Linked DNA regions of Zea mays: all the other regions are linked to region 3. Evidence: chromatin contacts called from public Hi-C data. All regions are on one chromosome and are shown on one strand. The core of a region is the stretch at or near the end of the contact, and the rest is flanking DNA. Distances in the headings are between cores, read along the strand shown. Region 1 holds the start of LOC100284602 (ubiquitin-protein ligase/ zinc ion binding protein). Region 2 holds the start of LOC100192950 (Actin-interacting protein 1-2). Region 3 has its middle 48 kb from the start of LOC103649862.

Region 1 (3,238 bases), core at 11-2,510, 220 kb before region 3:
CATCTAAAGAGGCAAATATTAAAGAGATGAATTCTCTCTAGTCTATCCATGATAAAGCGTATACAATATCTCAAAAGATACATATGCTCAAATAATTTTAAAAAAAGTCATACATTGAGTTATTGAAATTCAGCACCATGTCAGACTGACTCCAACAGAGCAGCTAAATAGACAGGGAAAGCTAAAAATAAGCTACTATAGCAGTACAAAACACCTTCTAACAGGGCAGACAAACGAGTGAGGTAAAAAGGATGAAAAGAGAGAGGAAAACCATAATAGCTTGTACTGTGGCTGACAACCATTTCCTTTTTCTGTGTCTGAGAATATGACCTCACTATCTGCTTCATTTATTGGACTATACTATCGCTGCCTTTTTACCTGTACCGTTGACAGCATGTGTCATATGCCTGGACAAGCAAACCAGAGACGCTAGCTAAAGGCTTGAATGACTGCTCGATTTATATGGCCTCTATTGGAGTCGGTCACATGGCTTGAATAAATAACAAGATATTCATAAAAATATGCATCAATTAAAATACTTGTATATTATAGTTCGATCTTTCTCAGGACGAATTTCTGACTTAGTTAAAAAAGTTTGTTTATTGTGTCCCACCTGCTCTTAAATTACGTCTTATGCGTCAGGTGCTCTTAAGTTACGTCTTACGCGTCAGGGCTAGATCGATGTAGAGTGTACGATAACGGCTCGCTACTAATAAAGCCAGATTTCGGAAATTTTGTCGACCGAAACTATATTTTAGAGCTAGTTTAGGAGCCCCAATTTCCCAACGGATTTATATTTTTACAAGAAAAATTAGTTAATTGTCACATAAAAAATTGAAATCCTTTAAAAAATTAAGTTTCTCCGACTAGCCCTTAATATAATTGCCGGAGAAGGCCGAGTTTTTTTTATTTTCCCTGCAGAGAACAGTGAGAGGCTGACAGATGAGTACAGTGATGCGAGAGCAGCTGTAGGTGCCGGGTGAAGTACTACTGTCAGTGCACAGGTGCAGTGCAAGTGTCCAGGTGATGCGACATGCAAGTCCTCTCGGCGGGTAGCTAGCTAGGCCTGCGGTGCGGTGGGAAACGGCTGACGGGCAGGCCTGCGGCCTCCTCGGCTACTTTACTCAGTGGTAGCATTAAATTGCAGTGTTTAAATTTTTTGTCGTCTCCTGGCTTCGCGTATCTTCGTCTTCACTCCCACTATAAATTAACTCCTACGTCGTCTGCTGGCTTCGTCTCTCTTCACCATTTGGCTTCGTCTCTCTTCACCGTTGGTGCCAAGTTCACAAGTATCAGATCTGGTAAACACCTTTCCAAGTTCTTTCTCAAGTATATGTACATTACACACCATGTTCTTTAAAACACACCATGTTCTTTAAAGATGCTAGTTTCTTACTGCTTGATATATATTAGTCGAATAGTCCTCTCTGTTTTTATTTACCTTGCGTTCTAGGTGATAAATGACCGGGAAAAAGACCACGGCCTCCTCTGCCGGCCGCACTCGAAAGAAGGCCAAGGTGGTGTTGGAGGATGAGGAAGAGGCAGGGTTGGAAGATGAGGAAGAGGCGACTGTGACACTATCCGTGGAGAAGGACGCACTGGAGTGTGACATCTGCTGCCTACCCTTCCAGTCCGAAGTTTTTATGGTAAGTCAGATTACAATACATGTATATATACAGTACATATTGATCGGTAGGCTCGCTCCAACATGATGCTCTGCTCTGTGTAAAATCAGTGCAAGAACGGACATTCTGTATGTGCAAAATGCTGCATCCGCACGAACGGTAAGTGCTGGACCTGCTCCGAGCGCATTGGCGACATACGTTGCCGTCCGCTCGAGAAGCTCCTGGCGGCGGCGACCACCTCCTGCATGTTCAAGAGCAACGGCTGCTACGACGTCATCAGCTACCTGGAGAAGGTGACCCACGAGGAGACATGCCAGCGCGCGCCGTACAAGTGCCCCGTCCACGGCTGCGCCTATAGCGGCCTGCGGCTCGGCTACCACGTCGCACAGGACCACGGCCACGACGACGACGGCCTCGCCTCCGTCGTCTTTATCTACGGCAAGGCGGTGGCGACCGTGCGCAAGGACGAGCCGTTCCGCGTCCTGCTGCAGCGCAACACGGAGCGCGTGTTCCTGCTGCTCAACGGCCACGATTTGCTACAGGGGCGCTCGCTGTCCCTGCTCTGCCTTGGCCCGCGCTTCCAGGATGGCGTGGAGGTGGAGCTGAAGTATAAGATGGAGGTGAGCGGCGGTGCGCCGGGAGCGCTCACGCTGTCGGCGTCTGGCACCATACCGTTCGCCCGGCGGCTCGATGGGTTCCAGGCCAAAGGGTTTCTCTTCGTGCCGGATGCATACTGGGGCTCCGCCGGCTCGATTTCCGTCACCGTCAGAATTTACGTCTGACGTCGCCTCGTGCTAGCTGGTGTGGTGTGGATAGGTTGATTCCTACTGGTCAACCGTTCGTTCGTCTCGTTGGTACTTACCCTGGTTCAGTGGTTGTTTATGCACTCTACGTGCTGATGCTAGTACTTTTGTTAATCGCAACAACGTATGCTAGTACTTTTGTTAATCGCAACAACGTATTTCCTGTCGTTTTACATTCTATGTTATTCCCTGGGACCTACTAATGCTAAAACGTACAGTTGCCTGAATTTTAGATTTCTTTCAAGTGCTTTAGTTTGTTGTGGTTTATACAAGTACTGGTCAGATGCATGAATTGTCACGGTTTCTAAACATTAATAATTAGACTTTGATTTAGTAAAACATTAGAATACATGTGTTTTATTGGTTAGATGCTCTTGAATGTAGAGCTGAGAATCAAAGTTCGAACCTTCAATTTTACCTTATTTTTCATCAATCAGAAGGGGAAACGTGGGAACAGGTGCTTTTATATAGCACTAGTCAGATCAAGGTTTAAAATAGTTGGCTATGTAAAATAGTGGTATCATTCTTTTCGAGGCTCACTATAGCAAATAGCAGATTTATAAAAAAAAATATGTATAACTTATGCAAAAAAATACTAAAGTCAAGATATTTGACTATGACCAATATGTTTGTAATGCTCTAGGATACTACGGACATTATAGTATATATGATTCATGAAATTCAAGTGTTTAGCACTTCAATAACATTGTTAGTCACTACCTAGGAAGCTACACAATATGATAATTAATAGGTTTACTTAGTTTTAAAATACTAGGGTAGTAAAGTATTTAGGGTCTGTTTGGTTGGGCT
Region 2 (3,379 bases), core at 398-2,897, 160 kb after region 3:
AATCAAGAAGTGCATATCCATTCTTGGTACAATGGAAGTTACAAAGGAGGAAAAAGTGAAAGCATACAATGTCTTCAAGGACCTTGACAACAGGCATTTTTTCTTGAGTGCCTGCGATGATGATGCCGAGTCGGCACTGATATGGCTAAGAAATGAGATGGCTTAGTTGGTATGCTCTCTTTCTTCCCCTCTTCTCTCATCTCTAACTTGAGCATTGTATGAGGTAACAACACCAATAGAGACATGTCTCAGCAATTAATAAAAAAGAGAAAAAATTAAGCCGAGCCTTCTCTAGTTAAGTTGTTATATATTTTTTAGTTGTCATTTACTTTTATGTTTCATTTGCATGATGGCAGAGGGGACAAACTCGTTGATTAGGCCACCACACTTGCGCACAATCATTTCTATTGTCGCCTAAAACAATGCATCTAATTTTATTTTCTTAATGTCTCTACAAATAATGAATATATGACCACTTAACCTTTGAAACATTTCTGACTCGTTGTAGGCTAATTTTCTTCTACACTTCTTTATGATGTTTTGCATAAATATGTGTTGATCTGTGTTACTAGATAGCTTGGACTATCTAGGTATGCACTGTGTTTTCAGTCTTCAATAGTTCAGTTTGTACATGACATGAAACAGTTAATCAACTCTAGATTTATCCATCTCATACAATGATAGATGAGTGAAGGTAACAATTCAAAAAAATACAGAACTGGAAGGTAGCTAGACTCTTTGTGCTATACTTGGAAAGAAAACAAAATCCATTGAACTCTGGCACTACCAAGGAAGAAATTATCAATCTATGTCAGGGTCCTTTCATCTTCTATTTTACCTACACACAGTTCTTCTATTTGGCTTGCATGAATTTTGATCAAAGGATAAAGAACTCATCTTCTATTACTAGTTATAATTTGAACACAAACACTTGCATGCAGGACAAGGAAGTGGTGTTGGTGGCCGAGAAACGAAATGGAAACTTTGAGCAAATGGAACCTGATAGTATGAACTGTTTTAGTTTATCACTTTCAACTTGCATCCAGACATGTGATAAAACCGTACTTGTTTATGTGCTGGATAAAAACGTTCTTCTTCATGTGCATGGCACAAGTGCAACATGAACGGGATAAAAATGGTGCGTATTGATAATGCGATTTATCAATTTTGGAACTTGTGTGTGTTTAACAAGTTGTTGGGTTTATACAAGTGCTGTAATCGAACAATAAAAAATAAGTCATGCATTAAGTCAGAACTGTAATTAAAACCACATATGGTTTAAGTGACATGAGATAGATTCATTCAATCCCACCGCATAATTGAAACCACACATGGTTTAAACGTGATAGAGAACATGTAGAAGGATAAATGTGTCTTCTCGGGCACAAAACTACATGGAAAGCAATTAGAAAGGGAAAAACTACAATAAATGACAATTTAATCAATTAGAAGATGGAGAAAAACTACGATAAATGACAATTTAATCAATTAGAAGATATTTGTAGTTGTGTCTTTGCGAAAAAAAATATTTGAGATATATTATCGCGAAGTGATACGTTTGAAGTATCAAATATACGATTGTCTCTCACGTTCCCACATTAGGGAAAAAAGGAAGAAAAAAAAATAACTCCACCATTCCCTTCCCTCTCGCGAGCTCAGATCACGCGAAGCAAGGAAAAAAGAAAAATGGCGCAGCTGGTGGAGACGTACGCGTGCTCGCCGGCCACGGAACGCGGCCGTGGAATCCTCCTGGCCGGGGACCCCAAGACAGACACGATCGCCTACTGCACCGGCCGCAGCGTTATCATCCGCCGCCTCGATGCGCCTCTCGACGCTTGGGCCTACCCCGACCACGCCTACCCCACGACCGTCGCCCGCTTCTCCCCCAACGGCGAGTGGGTCGCCTCCGCCGACGCCTCCGGCTGCGTCCGCGTCTGGGGCCGCTACGGTGACCGCGCTCTCAAGGCCGAGTTTCGGCCCCTCTCGGGACGCGTCGACGACCTCCGCTGGTCCCCCGACGGCCTACGCATCGTCGTCTCTGGGGACGGCAAGGGCAAGTCCTTCGTCCGCGCATTTGTGTGAGTACAAATTTTACATGCTCTTCCCTCCCTTCCATCTCGATCGCATTTGAAGGATTCGGAGGTTAGGGGAAAGGCAACGGTACCACCTTTTTGTGGGATGGCCGTGATCGGGATTCGGGAGAGAGCACAGGAAATGCTACGATTCGGCGGTTCAAACTGGGGTTAGCCGCTGACTGTTGATCTGGCTATACAAGGCCGTTCAAGGGATGTATGCTATGAAGTATGAAGTGCTTTGCAATGGGGATGACGGAATATCCCTTGTCGGTTGTCCCCATCACACATGGATTGTTCAAGCTTCTGTGAATTGGATGAGTATTTGTTGAAATTGGGACGATTTTGATTGGTGCCCTCAAGGACAACCCCCTGCTCCAGGGCCCAGACATGCATCTCGGACCCAGGCATGCATCTCAGCCCTGGCGCTGGAAATCCAACGCATAGGAGAGCTGCCTGGTCCAGGCAGGTTTGCCTGAAGACAAACCAAACATGCCAGTCCTTAAAACTCCCATATGTTCTTATTTCAGATTAAGCGTTACCATCAATTGTCATTAGGTTCGACTATACATGTACTGTTATTTGTTTGAATGATGATTATTTGGTTGCCATTTAGTTTCATATAATAATAAGTAATGCATAATTGAAGAAAGATCATCCTCTCATAGAAACAGGCGAGGACCATAATGATTTTGTTGTTTGTGTTTTCACTTCTTTATATACTTATTTGAGTTCTTTGCATTATGTAGGTGGGACTCTGGCAGCACTGTTGGTGAATTTGATGGGCACTCAAAGAGGGTTCTGAGCTGTGACTTCAAACCAACACGTCCATTTCGCATTGTGACATGTGGTGAAGATTTTCTGGCTAACTTCTATGAAGGACCACCATTCAAATTTAAGCATTCCATAAGGTGCTGGTTTCGAGGCCTACCTAGGGCATGTACAACCCTATTTAATATAGGGTCCCTTAAGACGTCTTTAGGGGTTAACTGATAAAAGTACAAGAGACAGGCTCTTCGCTAAGAGCCCGTCTCTACTCGACTTTCTACACATATTATCTCTTAACTACATTTTTTATCTAGGGGTTCAGGGTTGTATCATGCGGTCTCTTAGTTATCTCTTATACTTGGAAACCGATCAATGGCTCAGGGTTGTACACCTGTACATGCTCTAACAGTGTATGGCTAGCCCATCTTCCATAGTTGTTTTGTTACGATCTCGCATACCTTTTGCCAATGGGCTAGATATACACATCTGATGTGGATTACTATACTACATTTATTACAAGTATGTGATTAAAATCTTAC
Region 3 (3,005 bases), core at 7-2,506:
AACAAAGTGCAAATGCAATTTGTATCACCATGCACTCTTTCTCCATATTTTTCCCACTGGGTTTTTCGGAGTTTTAACGAGGCATGTGTTGGTCGCGTTATTCGCCCAAGGGGGAGTGTTAAGTAACACTAGTTATGGTTATGTGGGCAAATACATGTTTTGTCCCTGAGGGGTCTCACATCCCTATATAAGGAATCTGTACACCCCCTCATAATACAGAGATCAGAAGGAGACCAGAGGTCCAACCTTATATCCAGTGTCTCGTGTGTTTCCTCTGTCGTGCTTATGGGAAGGGAGACGAGTTCTCTACATCTTCTTGCGCCTATACTGCTGACGGGAGAGAAGGGAGCGGATCTAGTGATCCGTGGTAACGTAGTTCTTAACAATCTCATCTCCGCCGCCTCTCTTCCGCTTTGAGCCTCCTCCGGTCCGGTCATTAGAACCCTGGCCTCCGCCATGCATCGTGCATGCAGCCATTCAGCCCTCGCGCATGCCTAACAAGGACGACAAGCCTGCACGCACAAACTTGATCCTCGCCCAATCTGCACCGCACGACTTCGGTCGGACGAACGGTCGTTAGGGAACTTCCACCGCGACTTGCGCATACAGTGCGCGTATCTGGAGATTGTTCGACCGAGAAAATACATGGTGAAGCACGCAAACTTCGGAAAATGAGAAAGATCGAACGAGCAAAGACAACATGAACTTTTGCCATCCATTCGTATCCGGTATTTCACCACACGAATTACGGCACGTCATATCACCTCTGAGCTGCCAGAAGATATTAATTTTGTATAACACAACCAACTTTGTTGTGCAATTTTTTCCATTTTGATTCCACGGTCTTTTCATGGACAGAGAACTATTTTTTTCTCTGCTACTAACCTTTCACAAATCTTGTGTTCAAAATACAATCTTAGTATTTGATGTGTAGTTTAAACTTTTTTTTGGGTGCATATAGCAATCCTCTTTCCATCTAAGAGCTAGTTTGGTAACTCTATTTTCTTAAGAGGTTCTCATTTTTAAAAGGGAAAATGAACTAATTTACTTTGAAAAAAAAATGAGAATCCTTTGAAAAAAATTGTGTTGACAAACTAGGCTTAATTAAAATAAAATAAAAGGAGAGAACAGGCAACCAATCTGTGGGTTGGCCGTTGGCTAATATGCTTGAGCTTGAGTTGTGCTCCACGTCGGTGGGCCGTGGGCTCTCAAGCTGGACCGTCATGAACAGACCATCTGGTCAGTCGTCGGTGGGCTGGCTGCTAATTTGCCCGCAAAACAGTTTCAGCTTGGGCTGCGCTTCTCGGAACCGTTTGCCAGGACCAGACCAGTGGCAAAAACATAGGGGTTCGAGATCCTAAGGATTTTGGCAACTGTTCGCTCCTTTTGATCGCAAGAAAAAAAAACGTAATGAAAGACGTAGGAAATCTAACATTCATGCTGATTTTTTTTCGTTCCTTCGCGCTGGATCGAGGATAATCACGTCGCTCGAGAGAGCTCATCGCAGTTCAAGCACTGCGTAGAGCCGTAGACAAAAAAAAAACCCTGCAAAAAAGACCTCGACGCGCTGGTCCGGCCGCCTGCCATTGCTGCAACACGTCATCGCCACCACCCACTCTTGCCTGCAGCGTGCTATCGGCGCGCTGAGAGACATGGCTTCAGTGAAATGAGCAGATGAAAATGATAGAGAAAGGGATAAGATCGAGTTGTGTTGACGAAGATGTAAGGGGCGCTATTTTTTTTTTCTCCGGACGGTCTCGATCAGAGTGCTGCTTCCGCGGTGCCGACTCCCGACCGAGCGCCATGGGCACCGGGCGCCGGCGATGATGAACCTCGCATATACTAAAGGCTGACGCGCCCGGCTTTTAACGGCACCCACCCACCCACCTGGCATGCATTGCTGCAACCCACGCTCCCTCCTCTCCTCTCCCAATCCCGTGGCCGGCGGCCTCCCCTGCTCCCCCAGGCCAGCTCGCTGGCAGCTAGCATGATGTCGCCCAAAAGCACGCATGCATGCACTGCACCCCCCAGCATCCCGGCGCGCACTCCCGCGGTGGTAGCTAGGCTAGGCTTTTCCGGTGGCAAGGCCCGAAGGCGGGCGAGGCAGGCCGGCCATGCATGGCGCTGGCGCAGCGCCCGCCAGTGCTGCTGCATGCTTGCTCCCTCCTTGCCTTGGCCCCCCTGTGCATAGTTGGATTTGACCGCATCATGACGCAGGGCCGGCCGGCCAATGGCGAACCGAAAGGAGGCAGGAGGACTGGAGGAGGGGAGAGGACTGGAAAGCAGCAAAAGTTTACAAAAGGTCTAGTCTCTACTACAGTACTACTTGCTACTAGCCACCTACCTACCTACGGACCTTACTACCTGACTACAGTATCGTACCGAACCACGTCACAGTAGTAGTACTAGTAGGAGAGAGTACCTGTCGGCGCAAAGGGCGGAGACTCTGCGTGCCTGTAGTACGCAACACGGTCAGGGCAGGGTAGGGCAGGGCCTCAAAGGGCGGGCGTTGTCACTCACTGTCTCGTGTCGTGGATACGGCCACGTATACGTAGCTACGTACCCCCATTCGTCTCGTCGTCGTCGTCGTGGATACGGGGCGAGAAGGAATGCAGAACTGTTGCGTGCGACGTGCGTACGCATGTCGCCGTCGTATCGTATTATACTAGTATGAATTATCCTCTGCTCGCCGTGCTTGCTGCTATGAGAGCAAGCTAAGCTAGTACGGTACCAGTACCACTACGTGCTCCCCTGACCCTGACCGCTCCATCCAACGCGCGTCGCGTGCGTGCGCTAGCAAGATAACGTAATCCTGAGGATCTTCTGAGGACGACGTTACATTATATCTGTGTGTAGTACTCCTGAGCACGTCGTACGCTGCTGAAAAGACCTGCGTGCATATATAGGCAAAACAAAAGGCTGCGGTTGGCCGGTACACCCCGGTAGTACGTAGTACTTGGCTGGGCGATCAAGTCATTACTTCAATCGTCGCTTCTCTGGTAGGC

What was found. Hi-C and Micro-C count contacts between places; a contact is called where the count stands out from the background.
Region 1: a contact with region 3 is called in a Hi-C map of leaf, with 8 times the contacts expected there. The contact joins the promoter of LOC100284602 here to the enhancer-like site in region 3. A contact is called at or near these places in 3 of 25 Hi-C or Micro-C datasets (leaf and tassel).
Region 2: a Hi-C map of leaf shows a contact between it and region 3, with 5 times the contacts expected there. The contact joins the promoter of LOC100192950 here to the enhancer-like site in region 3. A contact is called at or near these places in 5 of 25 Hi-C or Micro-C datasets (bundle sheath, ear, leaf and 1 more).

Annotation. Positions count from the first base shown.
Region 1 is chr3:25,195,282-25,198,519 of Zm-B73-REFERENCE-NAM-5.0, reverse strand. It overlaps LOC100284602 (ubiquitin-protein ligase/ zinc ion binding protein), which reads left to right and starts at 1,260. Exons shown (of 2, transcript NM_001157497.2): 1 at 1,260-1,646; 2 at 1,736-2,653. The coding sequence starts at 1,461. The coding sequence ends at 2,407.
Region 2 is chr3:24,813,969-24,817,347 of Zm-B73-REFERENCE-NAM-5.0, reverse strand. LOC100192950 (Actin-interacting protein 1-2) reads left to right here and starts at 1,647. Exons shown (of 6, transcript NM_001138128.2): 1 at 1,647-2,078; 2 at 2,822-2,983. The coding sequence starts at 1,687. It also overlaps the pseudogene LOC109944967.
Region 3 is chr3:24,974,377-24,977,381 of Zm-B73-REFERENCE-NAM-5.0, reverse strand. No RefSeq gene overlaps it. Among protein-coding and RNA genes, the nearest start is that of LOC103649862, 48 kb to the right of the region's middle. Within about 2 kb of position 1,256, at least 16 of the 20 cell types and tissues checked have an H3K27ac peak or open chromatin away from gene starts, as enhancers often do. A contact at or near this core is called in bundle sheath, ear, leaf and 1 more, where this site is marked.